3 separate regions of the Mus musculus genome follow, and all the other regions are linked to region 2. Evidence: chromatin contacts called from public HiChIP or PLAC-seq and promoter capture Hi-C data. All regions are on one chromosome and are shown on one strand. Each heading gives the region's core, a stretch centred on a gene start, on an enhancer-like site or on the middle of the called end of the contact. The rest is flanking DNA. Distances are from core to core; before and after follow the strand shown.

Region 1 (4,002 bases), core at 783-3,282, 330 kb after region 2:
GTTATGCTAGGCTCCTGTCTGCAAGCATAGCAGAGTATCATTAATAGTGTCAGAGTGAGCTCCCTTTCATGGCATGGGTCTCAAGCTGAACCACTCATTGTTTGGCCATTTCCTCAATTTCTGCTCTTTTACTCCACCATATCATGTATGCAGGACAAGTTATGTCTAAGATTTTATGACTGGGTTGGTGTCTCATTCCTCCTTAGAATAGGGAATAAAATATCTATGGAAGGAGTTGCAGAGACAAAGTTTAGAGCTAAGACGAAAGGATGGACCATCCAAAGACTGCCCCACCGGGGGGTCCATCCCATAATCAGCCACCAAATGCAGACACTATTGCATACTCCAGCAAGATTTTGCTGAAAGGACCCTGATATAGCAGTGCCTGGCAAATACAAAAGTAGATGCTCACAGTCATCTATAGGATGGAACACAGGGCCCCCAATGTAGGAGCTAGAGGAAGTACCCAAGAGCTGAAGGGGTCTACAACCCTATAGGTGGAACAACAATATGAACTAACCAGTACCCCCAGAACTCAATCCCTCTATTAGAAGTCTTGCCTCATTATAGGTGATGACTGGTTCAAGCTCCATATTCCCCATTGCTAGGAGTCTTAGCTATGGTTCACACTCATAGATTCCTGAGATTTCCCATAGTACTGGGTTTCTAGCTCATTCAGGAGATGTTCCCGCCTCATTCCAGTTGTCTTCTACAACTCTCTCCACCCTCACTCCACCTCATCCCTCCTATTCCCATCCTCACCCTCTTCTCCAGCCAGTCCCCTTCTTCCACCCATTGCCAATGTCTAATCTATTTCCACTTCTCAGTGAGATTAGAGAGTCCTGGCTTGGACCCACCTTCTTACTTAGCTTCTTTGGGTCTGTGTTTTGTAGCATGGTTATCCTGCACATTATGACTAATATCGGTTTTTAAGTGAGTACATACTATGTTTGGCTTTCTTGGTCTGGGCTACCTCATTCAACATAATCTTTTCTAGTTCCATTCATTTGCCAGCAAATTTCATGATGTCATTGTTTTTAATTAGCAGGTGTAAATGTATCACATCTTCTTTATCAATTCTTTGGTTGAGAGATATCTAGGTTGTTTCCAGTTTCTGGTTGTTATAAATAAAGCTGCTTTGAACAGAGTATTACAAGTGTCCTTCCAGTATGGTAGGACATCTTTCAGATATATGCCCAAGGCTAATATAGCTGTCTCTTGAGTTAGATCTATTCTCAGTTTTCTGAGAAATGACAAAATATTTCCAAAGTGGTTGTATAAGGTTATACTTCCTCATGCAATGGAGGAGTTTTTCTGACTCCACATTCCTAGTCAGCATGACCTGTCACTTGAATTGGTCTAATCCATTCTGACAGTTGTAAGATAGAATCTGGGTTATTTTGATTCATATTTCCATGATGACTAAGAACACTGAACATTTCTTTAAACATTTCTCAGCCATCAGAGATTCCTTTGTCAAGAATTCTCTGTTTAGATCTGTACTCCATTTTTGATTGGGTTATATGGTTTGTTGATGTCTAGTTTCTTGAGTTCTTTATATCTTCTGGATATTAGCTCTTTGTTGGATATGGTTTAATGAAGATATTTTCTTATTCTATAAGACTCAATTTATAGGCCTACAACCCCACAGAGCTCTTAACACTCAATGGCTTTTCTAGCCTAAAGTTTCAAAGTCCTTCACCAATCATCCCCAAAACATGATCAGATCTGTCACAGCAATATCCTACTTGTCTTTGTTGGGTTTCCATTGTGGTGAAATACCATGACCAAAAAGCAAATTGTGGAGAAAATAGTTTATTAAGCTTACACTTCCTCTTTGCTGTTCATCATTGAATGAAGTCAGGACAGTAACTCAAACAGGGCAGAAGCCTGGAGGCTGGAGAAGGAGCTGAAAGTTCTGCATCTTGATCTGAAGGCAGCCAGAAGACTGTCTCTTTTGTACTGGGTAGGCTTGAGCACTTGGAGCCCTGAAAGCCCACCTACACAATGATACACTTCCTCAACAAGGCCACACCTCCACACCACTTCCCATATGCCAAGCATATTCAAACCACCAAACTAACCCTTTCCCCTTTCTACAGTGAGGTGGAAATGCAAGGACCAGACCAGCTCCTGAGAACAAATTACTTATGCTGTGGCATAGTTGTTCAAATCTCAGCCATATAATGTGGGATGCCATAATTAGATATTCATATTAGCCTCTCCAAGGCTCAGGAAAATCATGAAATGGTAGGAAAAAGAGAATGCAAGAGCTGGAAAATGGTGTGAAATGTTTATAGATATTTGATCCAAATTGAAACACTTTATCTTGGAGGGAAAAGGGAAGACTCCAAGACTCTAAAAGTGAATTAAACAAGGCTCAGGATGCTTCCAACACTTACAGGATTTGCAAGGTCCCTTCTCAAAGTTATTGCAACAGCAAACAGTTGCTAAGGGATCTATGAGGAACATAGTCAGAGCATAATGCAAAATACATTTGGTCCAACTTCAGATAATTTGTACTATAATTTAAAACACTGTGAAAACAAAAGCTCTACCTGAAAGGACCATCTCCTAAGGTATGTTGGATAGTCATAGTTCTCAAGGACAAAATAGTGAAGAAATATAAAATCAAAAACTTAATCTATAAAGGGTTCTATATCTTTCTACCCATCTATCAATGAGAAGTGTGTGCTAAATAATCTCAGAGGATTAGAACAATACAAAGAACCATCTTTATATCTAGGGTGTCACTTCTGAATTTATATCTAAACTCCACATTATGCTTGAAAAAAATAAGTACAGAATTTTTGAATATTTAGAAAGTTTCTCTAAGTCATCAGTAAATAAATTCTTAAGAATTTGGGAGTGGTCACTGTTATGAAACACTACTCTCTCCTAAACATTCCATGAGCTGGACTGAATATTTCGTTTATTTTTTTTTCTAGCTACTGTACAGAGTACCTTGTGGATATGAAGACTTCCAAGATTTCTGACATATACCTGTCTTTTTGTCATTTTCAAAAGCTCTGATAGAAAAGGCAATCCTAACTCTTAGCTTTGCCTCTCTTGAGTAACTGCAGAGTAGTGCAGGTTTGGGAATGCATTCAAAGGGCAGGTGCTGACTCTTAGCTGTGATCTAATGCTGCAGACATTAAATCTGCAGAAGAAATCCGAGGTTCCAGTTACAGGAGAGCAAGGAGTTGGCAGGGGTGACAAACAGACATGGACACAGAGAGAGTGTGTATCTGAATGTATTTTTTCCAAACAAACACCAGACTTTTAATACAGAAGAAAAACAAGAAAGCTAAGGGAATACATCTGCCAAGGTACATCAACACAAAACAAAGAAAATGCATACATAAAAAGATAGCGGGAGCCAGGCTGTGTTTACAACTGAGAATAGGAACAGCCCTCAGTTAAGATCAGCTAAACACAGGAGCCAGATGAATGCTCTGATGCAGTGCTAGTCTATTGTTAAACCCACCACCAGGGGTCCTTTAGTAAATACCTGATTATGCTATTCCTCTGGGCATAGTAAAAAACCTGCAACAGGGGAATTCTGTTCTATGAACCCTTACATGAATAATACTACCACAACCCACCTATTTTCTAGGCCATTGTGTATTTCTGTATATGGGTGTGACTCGGCTATTGTTCTAAGTAATTACTATGTAGACTAGTCCTGAGCTTTCTAGCTCTTATTCGAGTAAATAGTAATGCCTGATTTTTTTCAGTCTCTACCAGAGGTAAATTTGAATGTTGCTGAATAGATAAAATTCTTACTGAATTCCTTTTTTATTTTTCCCTGTCGGCTCAAGGACTTTCTAGGACATTGGAACACTGGCGGAGGCTTAGCTATATGTCAAAATCAATCCTTAAAGACACTCATCACTGGAAAGAGAGGCCCATTGGACACGCAAACTTTATATGCCCCAGTACAGGGGAATGCCAGGGCCAAAAATTGGGAATGGGTGGGTAGGGAAGTGGGGGGGGGGGGTA
Region 2 (4,011 bases), core at 54-2,553:
AAAGAAGAAAAGAAGAAGAAGAAGAAGAAGAAGAAGAAGAAGAAGAAGAAGAAGAAGAAGAAAGCAAAATGTAGTTTAGAAAAGAAAGTGCTATGCAATAAAATGTAATTGGTAATGTGAGAGTCAGATTTACCTACTTCGTTTCTTAAAAGGAAGGGTTGTGTCTTTATGACCAGCTGTACAGGGACTTCAGTTATTCTCAGCATAGGCTAAATATGTAGCAAAATGATTTTGAAGCTTCAAATCTCATCGAATGCCAATAGTTTTAAATTGGTAATGCTCCAAATGTCTTATACAGTTTCCTTGTGTTTGAGCCAGTCAATTCAACACACATTCTGAACACATTCCTGACAGTTGTAAAGTAGAAAGGAAATATTCTAACAACTTACAAAGTTCCTATACTCGTTGAAAACTGACTATGAATTTGCCTCCTGCTGCAATAGACGTTGCCTGGTGAGTTAGAGTTTTAGCAATGCCATATATTCAACAGCAATGATACAACATTGGTAAAAACTGGTATCAAAATGCCAAGCATCAAACTGGAAAACTCAAACTCGGTAAAATGTAAAGCTTGAGGTTCAGCCAAGCATTCCTGGGAACACAGGCAAAAACCCCAGCAATCTCCTTCTAAGAACGCGACTGAAATAAAACTCTAGCTGGCAATCTCTGAGCCTGTCAATATGGGTTGAAATTTCTAGAAAAGTTGCCCAACAAGAAGCGTGGCCCGAGCCAGGAAACATCACTAACCGCCTCCCAAAAGGACAGCAAAGACCGCACAGGATGCTGCACGGTTCTTGGACTTGGCAACACCGGGCCAGGAGGGTGTGGACCCGCCAGACAAGGTCGGTTCCGCGAAGCCAGCGCCCCAGCCCTCGGCTCACCGGGGGTTAGCCTGGGGTGCTCCCTCCCACGACCACGGCTCGCATACCGCGCAGGCGCCCCTCCACCTCCGACTCCGGAGCCTTCGGGACTGGCCGTCGCCCCTCGCCGTGCCCACAACCCCGCGCGCGAGGCCACCCAGCGCCAGCAAGGACGGCGTTCCCCTTCAGCTAGTCCGTCCGCAGCTACCCAGTTCTGTCTAGCCCAGAGCCTCCGGCCCTCGCTCCGCTCCTCCCGGGACAAAACCGCCCCGCCACGTCCGCAACATCCCCGCCCCTTCCCTAGGCCGGGCCCCCGCAGCCTTACCCCGAACCCAACAAGCACAAGCCTAGAAATAGCAACTCCGACTCCAGGCGACTGAGTGACTGATAGGCGGCAGCACGTTCACGACACTTTCACGATTGCCGTAAAGAGGGGGGACTCAGAAAAGGTTGAGGCGCGCCTCCGAGCTACTCGGGAGCGCGCCCCGGGGCTCCGCCCAGGCTCCTACAGTGGGCCTGTTCTGCACTTTGAGGCTGGAGCTGGCTGGTCGGGGACAGGAAAGAAGGTGAGTGGGAGGGGGAAAAGTGCCTGGCCTGGCGCTCGGCAGGTTTTCTACTTGGGTGCTGTGTCGAAGTGTGGTTCGCAAGCCAAGAGCGAGGGCACAACGCGAGCCCCCTTGGTCCCACGGGCGCGCGAGCCACGCGAACCTCGGTAGCTTCACCTGGTTCCGTGAACTTCGTGACACCCACGACTAGAGTCGCGAGCCAGCTCCGGGAACCCACGAATCACGGGAGATGACAACTAGGCTGAGGTCTCCGCGTCCTACTTTTTCTCTTCTTTAGTACCTCTACCACCACTTCATCCCAAGCGATGCGTCGTGCCAAGCATGGTGTCCCTTATATTTTTCTGGTGCCAGGGACAGTGAAACTCTTGTACTACAAGACTTAGGAGTGTGTGTGCAAGGGGTTGCTTTTGTTGAATCAACTAAGGAAACCTTTGCCCTAATACCCTTTGTCATCCCTGTGCCCTTATTTCTACTTGGTTGGGGCTGAGGAAGTTCAAAACTGAGACCAGTGGTGACCTTGTGTTTACACAGAGCTCTGTCTCCACCCCATGATTGTGTTTCAAAGGGAGTGGTCCCTAGTTGAAAGGAAATCACAAGTCCTGGGAATCCTAACAGCTGCTTTCCTTTGTAAAGCACTGAGACAGGAATAAGTTTTCCAGCTTTCCCAATTTTAATTTACATACCGAATGCAACATTTTTTTAATCTATCGGGGCTGCGTTATCAAATTTTAATTTATTGGCAGTGAAACTAGATGCTTTGAGATTAGCCATTGGAAAATGTTACATTTGTCAAGAGGCCATATTAGAATTTAGGAAAATAGTCCTTGTTATGCTTTGTTTGTGGCCTGATATTTCTATTCGCCTCTGAAAAAAACCTGGGGCCACCTGTTCATTCACTTGGAACATCCAGAGTTTACACTTTTGTTATTCTTTAGTTATTACCACTTAGAAGAGACAACATTAAAAAGGTTCTTTTTATTACCAGTGGCTTTTAAATGCTTATGAAAATAAAAAATGTAACTGGATTTCTGACTCATGGAGCTTCAAAGTAAGCAGAGGAGATGGGTAAGAGATGCAAAAAAATTTGTTAAATATCCTTACTGTTGTGTGAAGTTTTCTTATATATTTTTAAGTCATCTTAAAGCTTTCTTTTTTGGTTCTGGAAATTGAACTTAAGGCCTCTTGTTTGCTATGCAAACACTCTTTAAAAGGGTTCTTGAATGCTTTGACCCATAAAATAGTTAAACATTACACTCGTAATCCTGTTGGTCTGAGACTGCTCTCACGTTTCCTTTTTGGAGGGGAAGGCACTGGACAGTTGTTAGTCTTCCATGTTACTCTTCCTGTCTACTTTGGTTTCTCACTTGTCTCCGAAAGACTCTTAACAATATTTTAAGCCCTGCCTTGCTTCTAAGCAGTCAGTTTAAACAGCTAGAATCTTCAAAGCCTAAACACATACAAGTATTTAATACCTCAAAAAAATTATATGCAGCCATGTATGGGTAGTTATGACTGCAATTTATGAATTGTTATAGTATTTTATACTTATATTTCACATAGAATACTACATCCCAGAAATTTGAAATTTGCCTGAAACTCAATAATTAGAAAGTGTTAATTATGGATTTTTTTAAAAAAAGATAACATCCAGGGGTTAGGGAAATGCTGTGCCAAACAATAAGAAAATTGACTTCCTACAATTAAAACTTTTTTTAAAAATTACCGCTGATAGATCACTATTATAAAAGATCTCAAGCATTAGGTCCTTAAAGGAAACATTTTGCTCACAGTGCTGCATTCTAGTGTTCAGGCCACAGACACTGTTGGTTCATTGGCTAGTATTTGTGTGCTGCTTAAAATCATGTGTTTGAAATGATAATGTATCATCTTTGTATATAGATTTCAGGATTTGAAAAGGGAACCGGTTTGGGCAGTTGTGAAAATTGACATTTTGAGAACAGTTTCTCTCTCACCTTATGAAAAGACCACCTTAGGAAGGAACCTAACATCTGTTATCTCAGTATTTGAATAAACCTCACTGAAACAGCTATTCTTTTAGATGGCTTAAAATATGTGAGATGGCTCAGCATGTGAGATATTTACTAGCAATGCTGATGGCCTGAGTTCATTTCCTGGGACACATGTAGTGGAAAGAGAAAACTGATTCCTGGGCATGTATACACCCACCTCTAACTCCACCCCAACCCCCATTCTACCCCTACCCCTATCCTTACCTCCCATACATATAAAACAAAAAATTGAATGTAATCTAAAAATATCAGATAATATTAAAGACTACTATTAACTGTATATCACCAGTATGTTAGGGTCTTTCCTTGCTGTCACTCTAACTTCTATAACAACTCTCTAGCAGAGTCTGCTGGACTTTTCCATGATAAAAACATGTCCCGTACTTTGTCTAGTTGCTAGCCACTAGCCTGGGTCTGAGCATTTGGATAGTGGTGACTACAATATAGGACTGAAATTTGAAATTTTATTATATATTAATTTAAATAACTGTACCTTTCTAGTAACTACTGTGTGGTACAACTTTTGACGATATTTGCATTTTTCAAAGGAAGAAC
Region 3 (4,149 bases), core at 1,600-4,099, 260 kb after region 2:
ACTCCAAATAAAACCACAGACACTGAAAATTATAGAGGAGAAAGTGGGGAAGAGCCTCAAAGTTATGAGAACAGAGGAAAAAACTCCTGAACAGAACAGAATGGCTTGTGCTATAAGACCAAGAATTGACAAATGGGACCTCATAACATTGCAAAGCTTCTGTAAGGCAAAAGACACTGTCAATAAGACAAAAAGGCCACCAACAGATTGGGAAAGAATTTTTACCAGTCTTAATCTGATAGGGGACTAATATCCAATATATACAAAGAGCTCAAGAAGCTGGACTCCAGAAATTGAAATAACCCCATTAAAAAATGGGGTACAGAACTAAACAAAGAATTCTCAACGGAGGAATACTGAAGGGCTGAGAAGCACCTGAAAAAATGTTCAACATCCTTAATCATCAGGGAAATGCAAATCAAAACAACCGTGAGATTCCACCTCACAGGAGTCAGAATGGCTAAGATCAAAAATTCATGTGACAGCAGATGCTGGGGAGGATGTGGAGAAAGAGGAATACTCCTCCATTGCTGGTGGGATTGCAAGCTTATACAACCACTCTGGAAGTCAGTCTAGCAGTCCCTCAGAGAATTTGACATAGTACTACTGGAAGATCCAGCAATATCTCTTTTGGGCATATAGCCAGAAGTTGTTCCAACTGGTAATTAGGACACATGCTCCACTATGTTCATAGCATCCTTATTTATAATAGCCAGAAGCTAGAAAGAACCCAGATGTCCCTCAACAGAGAAATGGATACAGAAAATGTGGTACATTTACACAATGGAGTACTACTCACCTATTAAAACAATGAATTTATGAAATTCTTAGGCAAATGGATGTGTCTGGAGGATAGCATGCTGAGTGAGGTAACATAATCACAAAGGAAGTCATTTGATATGCATTCACTGATAAGTGGATATTACCTCAGAAACTTAGAATATCCAAGATACAATTTGCAAAACACAAGAAAATCAAGAAGAAGGAAGACCAACGTGTGGGTACATCATTCCTCCTTAGAATAGGGAACAAAATACCCATGGAAGGAGTTACAGAGACAAAGTTTGGAACTAAGTCAAAAGGATGGGCCATCCAGAGACTGCCCCACCTGGGGGTCCATCCCATAATCAGCCACCAAACGCAGACACTATTGCATATGTCAGCAAGATTTTGCTGAAAGGACCCTGATTTTGCTGTCTCACGTGAGGCTTGACCAGTGCCTGGCAAATACAGAAGTGGATGCTCACCGTCATCTATAGGATGCAACACAGGCCCCCCCCAATGGAGGTGCTATAGAAAGTACCCAAGGAGCTGAAGGGGTCTGCAACCCTATAGGTGGAACAACAATATGAACTAACCAGTACTCCCAGAGCTCATGTCTCTAGCTGCATATGTAGCAGAAGATGACCTAGTTGGCCATCATTGGGAAGAGAGGCCCCTTGGTCTTGCAAACTTTCTATGCCCCATACAGGGTAACACCAGGGCCAAGAAGTGGTAGTAGGTTGGTAGCAGAGCAGGGTGCAGGGAGGGTATAGGGAACTTTCGGGATAGCTTTTGAAATGTAAATAAAGAAAATATCTAATAGCAAAAAAACAAAAAAACAAAATCATTAAGTTCAGTAATTCACCCAGGGCAGGAGGCTGACGGCAGAAGCTGATGCAGAGGACAGTACTGCATCCTAGTTTACTGCACATGACTTGCTCCATTTTCTTTCTTGTGGAACCCAGGACCACAGTTCCAGGGATGATACTACTTACAATGGGTTGGGCCCTCACTAATTATGAAAATGTCTTTTGGGCTTACAAATTATATGGAGTCATTTTCCTAGTTGAGGTTCCCTCTACTCTGATGAATTTAGGTGTGCCAAGTTGACATAAAACTATCTAACATGTCATTTAGCATCTTATGTACCATGGGAATAACTGTTTCTGAGCCAAGTAAGGAGTATAGGTTTTTTTTTCAATTGTAAGTATGATAAAATGTTACTTATTATTCTCAATATAGTTCTTAGATAACACCTACCCAATCTTCCTGATTTATTTCACGTTTAGGGCCTATGAATAAAACAGTAAGAGACTGGTCATTGATCTCAGCTATTTGGAAAGCCAGTGGCTATCATAATCTTGCATTCTTATTCCTTAGCAAGACAGACAGATCTCAGAATGTACAAGAAGTGGTCCCTTTGCCCTATAGACTGTTTGTATTTGAACAGGATAATGTGACTCTCTCTTATTAAGCTTCCATCTTCTTGTGACTCATATACATGAGAATAGTTAAGAGGTATCAAACCTGATGACAATATAACCCAGATTTCCATGCTGTGTTGCCTAATGTCAAAAAAAGAAGAGAGATAAGACTGTCAAATAAACAACTAATCCTGTGATGGTAGCCATAGCTATGATATATTCTTCCTGAACCCTGTCCTGACCTTACAGCAACCTTGACTATACATTGAAACCTCAGTTCATCCATCAGCAACAGACTACACAGCTCTGGAAATATAGTCACAAACATACAGAGCATCAGGCAGCATCCTGTTTCTTGTCATGAGAAAGAATGTCTATAAAGAGCATAGGTTTCATTTGTGGTCACTTTATGACAGACTTTTGCTAATTTTTACTGTCATTTTGAGAATGAACTTGATATAGACTTCTAGAAGCTTACAAGACTACAATCTTAATTGCCTTTGCTATTATGAATAATGCTACGATAAACACTTGTGCACAAGTGTCTCTTAGATGGAAAGACTTTATCCCCTTTAGATATATACCCAGAAATGAGATGGTTACCTCAAATATATGGTACTTCTGTTTTCAGTTCTTTAAGGAACTTCCACATTGTATATTTTACATAGTGACTGTGCTCATTTACATTCTTCAGCAACAGCTGATGAGTTCCCCTTTGTCTGCATCCTCTTTTAAAAAATGGCTTTTCTAAATTTAATCATTCTGGCTACAGTAAAATGAGACCAAACCATGGTACTAACGTCTGTTTCCTTGATTTGTGACTTTGAACATTGTTTTATATACTTTTCCACTTGTATGTCTTCAATTGCCAAATAGCTTTTCAGATTGCCCATTTTTCAAATATTTTAAGTTTTTGCTCTGTTTTGTTTAAGTTTTAACTTGATTTTTGGTTTTGTTTATTTTGTTTTGTTTTATTTATTTATTTATTTTTTTTTTTTTGAGACAAGCTCTGGCTGTGTGGTCCTAGGTAGCACAGAGCTTTCTGTTTACCCTGGATTGGCTTTAAACGTGTGGCAATCATATTACCTGTGCCTTCAGAACTCTGGAGATATACAATGTGCCACTATGCCCAGCTTTGTTTTTAGTATTTTTTTTTATTTTGTATTTGACATAGTAAAACTGGATTATGTAAAGCTATTCTCTTAATTGTTTCCTTTGCTCTTCAAAAGTTCTTATTTTGATATAATTCTTTTTTTTTTTTTCCTGTTTTTGCTTTCGTACACTGTGCTTTTTGGCTCTTATCTAAAATAATCACTGCCTATACTAATGTCTTGAAATCTTTCTCCAGGATTTTCTTCTAGTGGTTTCACAACTTTCTTGCATCAAAGTCTTTGATCTAATTGAGTTGTCTCTTAATAGAGTGAAAAATGTCTGGTTTTGCTTCTTTGCTTATAAATACCCAAATTTCCCAACATCATTTATTGAAGAAGTTGTCTTTCCAGTGAAATGCTTATGAGCAGATGAATCTATTTAAAAACAACAACAACAACATGGCATTCTTCAAATAAAATAGCAGTCAGTCATAAAAGTTATAAAACCCTGTTATTTAAAGCAACATGGGCCCAGTTTCTGTCTGTGTCCAGAACTGATCCTGTACCACAGCTCTCCATACCCAAATACCTCCAGGAAAAAGCTAGTCTCCCAGGAATGTTGACACACCTATGAGCAGAAGTAAGATCACCACTACTGCTCAGAGGGACCAGTCTGGAGCCCTCAGGAAATAGGAACTGAGGAGCAACCTGGAACAGGATCCTTCTGATTTCTCTCTGTACCTGGAGCTAATGCTGTGCCACAGATCTCCATAACCAAACTCCTCCCAAAGAGAACTAGTCTCCAAAAAATGCTGACACACCTGTGAGAACAGGTAAGACTACCACTTCTGTTCAAATTCCTGGCCCAAGAG

The links. Promoter capture Hi-C pulls out the DNA fragments that hold promoters and counts their contacts. HiChIP or PLAC-seq counts read pairs in DNA pulled down with a chosen protein or histone mark.
Region 1: an H3K4me3 HiChIP or PLAC-seq map of bone marrow-derived macrophages shows a contact between it and region 2, with 7 times the contacts expected there. The contact joins the enhancer-like site here to the promoter of Dram2 in region 2. A contact is called at or near these places in 11 of 39 promoter capture datasets (the 3T3-L1 cell line, 3T3-L1-derived adipocytes, the C10 cell line and 5 more), 1 of 15 datasets of contacts at CTCF or cohesin (pro-B cells), 4 of 115 datasets of contacts at active chromatin or transcription factors (bone marrow-derived macrophages, large pre-B cells and memory CD8 T cells) and 3 of 9 other capture datasets (adipose tissue, liver and macrophages).
Region 3: a contact with region 2 is called in a promoter capture Hi-C map of neutrophils, with 2.5 times the contacts expected there. The contact joins the enhancer-like site here to the promoter of Dram2 in region 2. A contact is called at or near these places in 5 of 39 promoter capture datasets (the 3T3-L1 cell line, the C10 cell line, neutrophils and 1 more) and 4 of 9 other capture datasets (adipose tissue, bone marrow-derived macrophages, liver and 1 more).

The regions. Positions count from the first base shown.
Region 1 is chr3:106,871,064-106,875,065 of GRCm38.p6, forward strand. All of the region lies in intron 2 of Gm35507 (a long non-coding RNA gene), which reads right to left. Among named protein-coding and RNA genes, the nearest start is that of Gm35507, 6.3 kb to the right of the region's middle. Within about 2 kb of position 2,033, at least 38 of the 459 cell types and tissues checked have an H3K27ac peak or open chromatin away from gene starts, as enhancers often do. A contact at or near this core is called in bone marrow-derived macrophages and macrophages, where this site is marked.
Region 2 is chr3:106,546,495-106,550,505 of GRCm38.p6, forward strand. It overlaps Dram2 (DNA-damage regulated autophagy modulator 2), which reads left to right and starts at 1,304. Exons shown (of 9, transcript NM_026013.3): 1 at 1,304-1,426. Cept1 (choline/ethanolaminephosphotransferase 1) reads right to left here and starts at 1,308. Exons shown (of 9, transcript NM_133869.4): 1 at 1,186-1,308.
Region 3 is chr3:106,806,647-106,810,795 of GRCm38.p6, forward strand. No RefSeq gene overlaps it. Among named protein-coding and RNA genes, the nearest start is that of Olfr266, 14 kb to the right of the region's middle. Within about 2 kb of position 2,850, at least 29 of the 459 cell types and tissues checked have an H3K27ac peak or open chromatin away from gene starts, as enhancers often do. A contact at or near this core is called in bone marrow-derived macrophages and neutrophils, where this site is marked.